Regions from separate parts of the Rattus norvegicus genome. Here region 1 is linked to region 2. The links are chromatin contacts, called in public Hi-C maps. All regions are on one chromosome and are shown on one strand. The core of a region is the stretch at or near the end of the contact, and the rest is flanking DNA. Distances in the headings are between cores, read along the strand shown.

Evidence for each region. Hi-C and Micro-C count contacts between places; a contact is called where the count stands out from the background.
Region 1: a Hi-C map of Schwann cells shows a contact between it and region 2, with 6 times the contacts expected there. The contact joins two enhancer-like sites. A contact is called at or near these places in 2 of 12 Hi-C or Micro-C datasets (the Rat2 cell line and Schwann cells) and 1 of 1 datasets of contacts at active chromatin or transcription factors (oligodendrocytes).

The regions. Positions count from the first base shown.
Region 1 is chr1:17,553,921-17,558,168 of GRCr8, forward strand. No RefSeq gene overlaps it. Among named protein-coding and RNA genes, the nearest start is that of Ahi1, 26 kb to the right of the region's middle. Within about 2 kb of position 2,886, at least 4 of the 93 cell types and tissues checked have an H3K27ac peak or open chromatin away from gene starts, as enhancers often do. A contact at or near this core is called in Schwann cells, where this site is marked.
Region 2 is chr1:17,261,520-17,265,601 of GRCr8, forward strand. The region is part of intron 1 of Pde7b (phosphodiesterase 7B); the gene reads right to left. LOC134484962 (histidine-rich glycoprotein-like) reads right to left here. Exons shown (of 1, transcript XM_063280802.1): 1 at 1-4,082. Among named protein-coding and RNA genes, the nearest start is that of Pde7b, 49 kb to the right of the region's middle. Within about 2 kb of position 1,257, at least 40 of the 93 cell types and tissues checked have an H3K27ac peak or open chromatin away from gene starts, as enhancers often do. A contact at or near this core is called in Schwann cells, where this site is marked.

The DNA.
Region 1 (4,248 bases), core at 1,636-4,135, 290 kb after region 2:
AAATGGCCTCTGGATGTGGCCACACCGGGCTTAGTATGAGTAACCTGACGGTAGCCAGTACGCTTTCTCAGCTAAACTGTCCAGGGTGGTAGAGCAGATTAGAATAGCATTACAAATAGTTTATTCCAACTCCTTCAAGTTCCGAATATGAGATTTACTTTCTGATCCACTCTGGTGGTGGTTCTCAACTTTCCTAACACTGTAGTCCTTTAATACAGTTCCTCATGTTGAGGTGACCCTCAACCATAAAGTTGTTTTCATTGCTGCCTCATGACTGGAATTTTGCCACTCTTATGAGTTGTAATGTAAATATCTGATCTACAGGATATCTGATATGTGACCCCTGTTGGGGTCACAGCTACAGAACCACTGCACTAGAGGCTTTTCATGCCCCACCTTCCTGGATGACCTATTTCCTTTTTCCTTTCCCACTGAGAGATGACCAAAGTCAAATAGAAACTCAGTATCTTGTTTTAGTATTCATTTGGGCATTAAAGTCCATGATCATGGCTTTTAAAAGAAAACCTTAACGTCCATGGTCACGACTTTTAAAATAAAACATTTCTCCAGAAAGAAATAGGGGACAGAATTATGGTTGCATTTTGCAATTCAACTTTATGGTAACTACAGAAAATAAATCTTAAATGAACTAACTTTTAACTTCAAACTATAGTGTTTTGAATAAGATAAATATTCAAAACACAAAACACACACACACACACACACACACACACACACCTAAAGAGACCTCAATGAAATGGAAATGAATGTTCTCCAGCTCAAAGCCATGAGAATTTAAATAGAGTTATTGTATCTCCCAGCTAGAAGGAATCTTAGAAATCATCTTGTTTAACACCCTCTGAGTTCACAGTGTTGGAATTTTTATAGCTCTTACAGTCCAAATAATTTTAAATTTGCAACGCCACTTCTATGAAACAGATTATACGGTTGTTTAAACCCTCAATTCACAACAATAAAACCTTTCTTTGCACATATGTTGAAATCACACTATTTTAAATGAATGCTTCTTACCTAGAGAAGGGGGGATATGGCATCAGAAAGCTCTCAGCCTATAGCCTCTGCCTCCACAGATGAGACCTTAGTGAAGATGTGACACTTGCTGGCAGGATGTGCACCCACAACCTTAGTAGCCAAAGATGCTGAGTGAAGTCATTGCCTCTAAGACTCCTGAGATGGAGACCAAGGAGCATGTCCCTTCTGTTTTATGATGACATCTTTTAAGAGTAGAGTAGAGGGCAACAGCCTCAAATATTAAGCAGATTTCTCTTATACTATTAGGAAAATCATTTAATCAATGCAGCATCCTGAGTGCTGCATTTCTTCCCTCTCAGACGTGACCTCTCCTCCAGGCATTAGGTTTTGTTGTGTATGTGGCAATAGCCCGGACTCTGTCTCCGTGAGCACAGCAGACGGTACTCTGTGGGCACGAGTGCAAATCTCAATTCACTTTTGCAGACTTGACAGAGAAAGGTTTCCTAGAGGGAAGAGTGCTATCAAGTGCCCACTCCCTTTTTAATGGGATTATTTGAGAATATTTTCTGATAGTTAAAAGAGTTCTGGTAGGAGAAATAGGAAAGGGAGCTCTTTGAGAATGAGAAAAAGAGCTAAATCCAGAAGAAGAATGGAGGTGGGAAAATAATAATAAAGATGTAAAGAAAAGCTAACAGGCAAATATCCAGAGCAGAGGCACCCAGCAGTTCTACAGGTCATGATGCCTATGAACCACAGCAACAATCGTCATGGCATGTTAACCCTAAGGGTGCAGTTGTGGTACACATTCTTCAGCGGTAACCATCAGCCTTTTCACTGGACCTAAGACACCCTCAGCAAGAGGAAGGTCATTCCCAATACTGAAAACCTAGCTAACTGCTCAGTTCTAGTGAAGTCGTGGTTATTGAAGGAAAATCTACAACCACTAATTTATTAAACTAGCATAAACCCTAACAATAACCTATAAACATTTGTCCTTATTTCCACAGAGAGCCACAACCAGTCAAAATAGAGTTGTCAAGCTCGATCCCAATGGTTATACCTACACATGCTTAGGGGACTCTGTGGACAATCACAGAGGCCAGAGTCTCTGGAAATTTCCTATAAGATTGTGTCTCCTGGTAGTATTATAAGCTTCACACATATAGTCTCAACAACATGGCTATCTAATCGTGAACGGAACAAGGACAGTCAAAGTAGAGGGACGAAAGCCCAGAAGACCTCAACGCTATACAAAGAACTATAGGCAACTTATGAACTCTGGGAGCAGGAGAGGCGGTCTTCTCCAGGGAAAAGCAAACAATTGGTGCCAAATGGTCATCCTTGGAAACAGGTATACAAATAACATTATATGAAGTGAGCAGGTTATATTTAAGAATACATGTGTGTTTGCATATATTTATATGCCTGCAATAACAATTAGCAAACAAAGAGACTTTGAAGGCACGCAGTGAAAGAGATGGGAGGGCTTTGGAGGGAAGAAAGGGAGGGATGAAATGTTGCAATTAAAACCCCAAAAATAAAATATAAAAACAGTACGCTGTAGTAAGGACTTCTCTGAAACCCATGTTATAGGCTTGACCTAGAGAGCTGCAGACTGCCATAAGCTGATTTGGTCAAAAATCAACAATGATTCTCGGTTGCTCATCTGAGGTAGAAAGCCAGGAAATTGGCATGCAGTCTCATGCCTACACTCTCAGCCCTGGAGAGATCAGAATATCAGGACTGCTCTGAATTTGAAGACGGCTTGGGCTACAAAATAAGACTCTGTCTCACAAGAGCAAAAAGAAAACAAGAACCAGGAAATATATAGCCTGCCTGCTCCGTTGGTTGGAAGGAAAGACAAAATTCAGAAACACACAAAACCCTAGAGCTTTGGTGACCTCTTGTGGGGTACTTTGTTAGCAGCGCATAATAAAACGTTTCTATACTAGAGTTCAGTTGGGTTTTCTTTGTGACGTGGGAATTCGGTGATAGTGCCTGCCTAAGAGCAAACTCCAGCCTCAGCTTGGGAATGTCTACTCATGCGTAGAATTATCAATGAGTCGGAGTGCTTTGCTACTGGAGTCCAAAGTGGACTGAGCGGAAATGTCCAGCAACCAGATCTAGGCTGTGGTAGCATTGGCACCATTGCTCGGATTTGTGTCACTGCGCTTCACTGACTGTCACTATTTCCGTGTGCCCTGGAGCATCATTTTCAGAGCTCCATAGAAGGAGCATGCACTTCCCTGAAGCACTTAGTGATCAGACGCACTTGCTTTTTATTGACTAAGAAATCTAAAATAGACATAAGGTTCCGCTAAACAATTTTTTCCTCTTAGCTTCTGTCTCCCTGAAAGCCAACATGTGGTCAGCTTTATGACTTTGAATATGGTTAAGCAAAAGTGTGACATCTGGATATTTTGAAAAACAGGCGCATAAAACTAAAGGCTACCAAACGCCCATTGCAAAGCTCAGAGCCAAGTTGTCTAATGAAGTTGTAGACATGTTAACCCATTTTCCTTTACTTATATTTCATTCTTTGTATACACGGTAACACGTTTTCCTTTACTTATAAGCTAGTTTTAAGAGCTTATGCATTGATTATAAACAAAGATTACGGGGTTGGTGATTTAGCTCAGTGGTAGAGCGCTTGCCTAGCAAGCACAAGGCCCTGGGTTCGGTCCCCAGCTCCGAAAAATAAAAAATAAACAAAGATTACCCATAAAATATTTCCAGCACACAAGGCTTGCAGCTCAACTGTGGAAGTCAGGTGCATTATTCATTCATGTCTGGGTTTACAATTAAGAAGAAGAATATTAATATTTAGTATTTTCTCCATTGCTTGGAGCATATGTGTGTGTGTGTAGTGCAATACTTATAATATCATAATACTGATGATCATAAAGCACTTAAAAAGTTAAATTGTAATTACATGAACTTTGGAAATTTAAAAGTAAATCAGGCAATCTCTACCCAAACACAATTATCTCCATATTTGTTCATCCAAATAAACTTGCAATTTTACGTGGTTACGCGGAAGGCGCATCTCTTGTTGCGATTGTTACTTCTAGTCCCATATTTCCTACACTCTTCCTACTTCTCATCTTGGACAAGAAAATATTTTATCATATTGACGAAACAGCCTTCGTATATAAGTTGTTTTCAGCTCGATATTAACTGCGATGCTTCAGTGAGTATCTTTATATAAAAGCTTTAAAATGGCTTCATTAAAGCCAATAATCTGGGCTTCATCTG
Region 2 (4,082 bases), core at 7-2,506:
GGGTAGAAATGTAGATATTGAAGCCAGGGAGCCTGGTTTGAGGTCCAAGTGCTGCTTGATCAACTTTGAGCAGTAACAACACCGCCTCAGGGAGCTGCTATGTGGACTGAGCTAACACACGCCTTCCCTATGTGAAGAGCCTCACGCCTGAGCTATTCTCCTTAGAGTCTTTGTCTTGTTTGACTTTACCGTGACAGAAGAGCTGGGAACCAAACGAGCTATATTTTCTCGTTAGAGAAGTCCTCTAAAACACATTCGACATATGCTCTGCCCAAGGTACATTCTGTAGAGGGCCACTATAACATTCGCCACCACAAGATGGCGCTGGCTTCCACTGCGCCCCACGTGGAAGGCCGGAATAGCTTTGCCATTACAAGATGGCGCTGGCCTCTGCCGCGCCAGCCGACTTCCTTTCAGGAAGTTAACTGTGTGCACATGTGCAAGAGTGCCTTCGTGCCAGGTCTTTGCCCACTCCGGGGCGTGCCTAATGAGATCATGGGTAAGCGACCAATCAGGTGTAGATGCGCCGCGCTAGGGTGTATATAAGCCGTGCCATGCCGGCGTCCCTGGCCTCTCTTTAAGATTCAATAAACGTTTAGCTACAATAAGGATTCGTGTGTCCGCGCGTGCGTTTCCTGCTGGTGGGACATTGGGCGCGGGACAACATTCTACTAATTATAGACATGATAAAAATCTAGGGTTCAAGTCACAGTTATAGTATCCAGGTATCTGTCTGATCCCAGCACTCAGGAGGCAGAGGCAGGTGGATCTACAAAGTTCAAGGCCAGCCTGGTCTACAGAGCAAGTCCAGGTCAGCCAGGGCTACACAGAGAAACCCTGTCTCAAAAAACCAACCCAATCAAACCAAACCAAACCAAACCAAACCAAATTAAACCAAACCAAACAACAACAACAACAACAACAACAGAACCCCAAATACGTTGCTTAAAAATCCCTTCAAGAATCTCAAATATTCTGTATTTCGCAGCACTGTCCAGCTTTACTTGACTTGCATGAAAGGGAGCTTGCTTTATTTTTCCCCCATAATGCCTGTTGCTGACTCAGGGTACAGAAAAGAACAAATTGTGTAATTTGAGTTGAGAGCAATCATTTTTGCAGTTGTTCTTCTAAAAATGAAAGAAAAGAAAGAAAAAAAACCCTCACATAAAGAGCCAAAACTTGCTTAGAGACCTGCGAGCCCTGCTCCCATTGACGTCACTTGGAAGTTGTGTGGGCAGAAATTGGCTGACTTCCTCCAGTGTGTCTTTTGAAAGCTGAACATACTGGAAAAAAAGGCAGTCTTTTCATCTCAAACAACAGTAGGGAGAAAAGTCCCACAAACAGCTCTCCTGTTTATAGCCAAACACCCATCTGAGCACCACGCTTGTGCAACGGATTCTCTTAGAGCTCAGCGAGGGAAGGGTGGCTTCCTTATCTGAAGGGGTGAACACACGATGTCAAAATGAAAACTCCCGATCAGATGTCGAAACTGAAACTTAGAGAGTTCCAGAATCATTCAGAAGGTCACCAGAGGCCCAAGGCCGGAGTGAAACCCAGACATTCTGTTTTCTAGTTCTTTGTCCAGCTCAGGATGTGACACTTGGCATTCCTGTACACGTCTCTTCATCATCCAGACCCCAGGACCCGAAGAGCATATTGCTGAGAGCCAGGAGCTGGTCTACTGCAGATGCTACCAGTAGCCATGGAAACAAGCTATCAGAGTCTGTTGATATTGAAGAAAGCCTGAAGATGTTGGGGAGTCACAGAACGCTGCCCCTAGATAGTGCCATGGATTACCACCTTGGTCCTGATCCGGGAACTTTCTTAGTTCTAAGTGTTCTGCTCTCCGAGGCCACAGCTTGGGGATGAGAAGAAGGCAGTGCCCCAACTGCATTTCACCTTCTAGTTTTATTCTTATAAAAATCTGGTCCTGACTCACTAACTCATTCACTGAAAAAGTCTACATTAAAAGTCTATTTGGGGGCCTGGGAGAGAGCTCACTTACCTTGCAAGCATCATGGCCTGAGTTCAATTCCCACACCCCGTGTTTAAAAAGTGTGCACTTGGAATTCCAGTGCTCAGAGAGGTAGAGGCAGGCAGAGCCCTGGAGCCTGCTGGCCAACCAGCCAGCCTTCCTTGCCTATTGGCTAGTGTCAGTCCAGCAAAAGACCCTGTCTCAATTTGTTCTTTAAATCAAAAAGACATTATGGTACCTGAGGAACAGCCCCTAGGGTTGTCCTCTGACATATGTTAGCACACATGTGCATGCAGCCTGTAGGGTTGTCCTCTGACATATGTTAGCACACATGTGAATGTAGCCCCTAGGGTTGTCCTCTGACATATGTTAGCACACATGTGCATGCAGCCCCTAGGGTTGTCCTCTGACATATGTTAGCACACATGTGCATGCAGCCCATAGGGTTGTCCTTTGACATATGTTAGCACACATGTGCATGCAGCCCATAGGGTTGTCCTCTGACACATGTTAGCACACATGTATATGCAGGGGTTCACATTCCAAGCGATGGATGAGAACACAGCCCACATAGACTTTGAAACCAGTTGTAGGCAATCAACCAGAGAACATTTTCAAATTCAAATTCTGAAGATCCATTTAATAAAAGACGTCTGGCTAATATTTTCCCTACCAAAAACTAATAAACCACATATCACATTTTCCAGGTTGTCAGTCCCAACAGCCTCTCATCTTAAAGGGTATAAACCTATTTTTTCACCTCGTTACGAATTCACGCATAGTCTTTAACCAGCTGCGCACAGTGGAAGCCATGGAGAAGCCATGCACTAAGAGGTTTTACTTTTCTGCCTGGCTCCTCCATTCTGCTTCTTAAGGGAAGAAGCCATCATTGGTAAATGTCACCCCTCAGAGGCCTGCCAGCTGCAAAAGCCTGGGAGTGGCTGCTACTTCAGTTCCTCTCATAAATATCTGTGATGGTCACAATCCTGCTCTCCTGCAAGTAGGAGTCCAAGGCGGTTTTTTTTTTTTTTTGTTGTTGTTGTTTTTTTCTGGCTCTGACCATCAAAGCTGTATACTCTGTCATCTCACGACCACAGAAATGAAAGGCAAGTGGCATTTAGATGTATGTGTCAAAGATCTAGATACTGAGAAGAAAAGAGGTTTCATCAATCAAGCCTAACTGTTAATGTGGGCAGGAAGAAACGCTAAGCCATCGATCCTAAAATAACTAAGGTCTGAGGTCAATCAATTGGAAATAGGGGTTATGGCAAGCTAGCCCATGTGTGAGGATTTAGAAAAGTATTGCAGGATAAGGGTGTGTGTGTGTGTGTGTGTGTGTGTGTGTGTGTGTATGTGTGTGTATGTGTATGTGTGTGTATATGTATGTGGATGTGAGTGTGTATGTGTATGTGTATGTATGTGGGTATGTGTATGTGATATGTATGTGGGTATGTGTATGTGTGTGTGTATGTGTGCATGTGTATGCATATGTATGTGTATATGTGTATGTATGTTATGTGTGTGTGTGTGTGTATGAAAATACTTCTATACATAAGGTAGGCCATTACTTTCATTTCAGCATTCGTGAGACAGAGGCAGGCAGAGCTCTGTGAGTTTGAGGTCAGTCTGGTCTATATAGTGAGTTTTAGGCCAGTCAGAGCTACATAGTGAGATCCTGTCTAAATGAAAATGTCCATATATACTTCAACTAAACATGCTTATTATACCCAAGAAATTAATTTTTAAGAATTAAAAAAGAGGACTGTTTGTGCCAGCAAAATGTTCTAGCGTAGACTTTTTCATATTACAGATGAAGAAAATACACACATAAATGCACACACATATATGCACACATCATACACACGTATACACACATATATACATGTATACACATACACACATACATGCACACATATATGTGCATACATACATACACACGTATACACACATATACATGTATACACATACATACACACATATACATATACACCTATATACATATACACAGACATATACATATACACACACTACATACACACACACACATACACATATTACACAGGCATATATGTATGATAAAAAGTGGAGGAAGGTAAAATACACATTA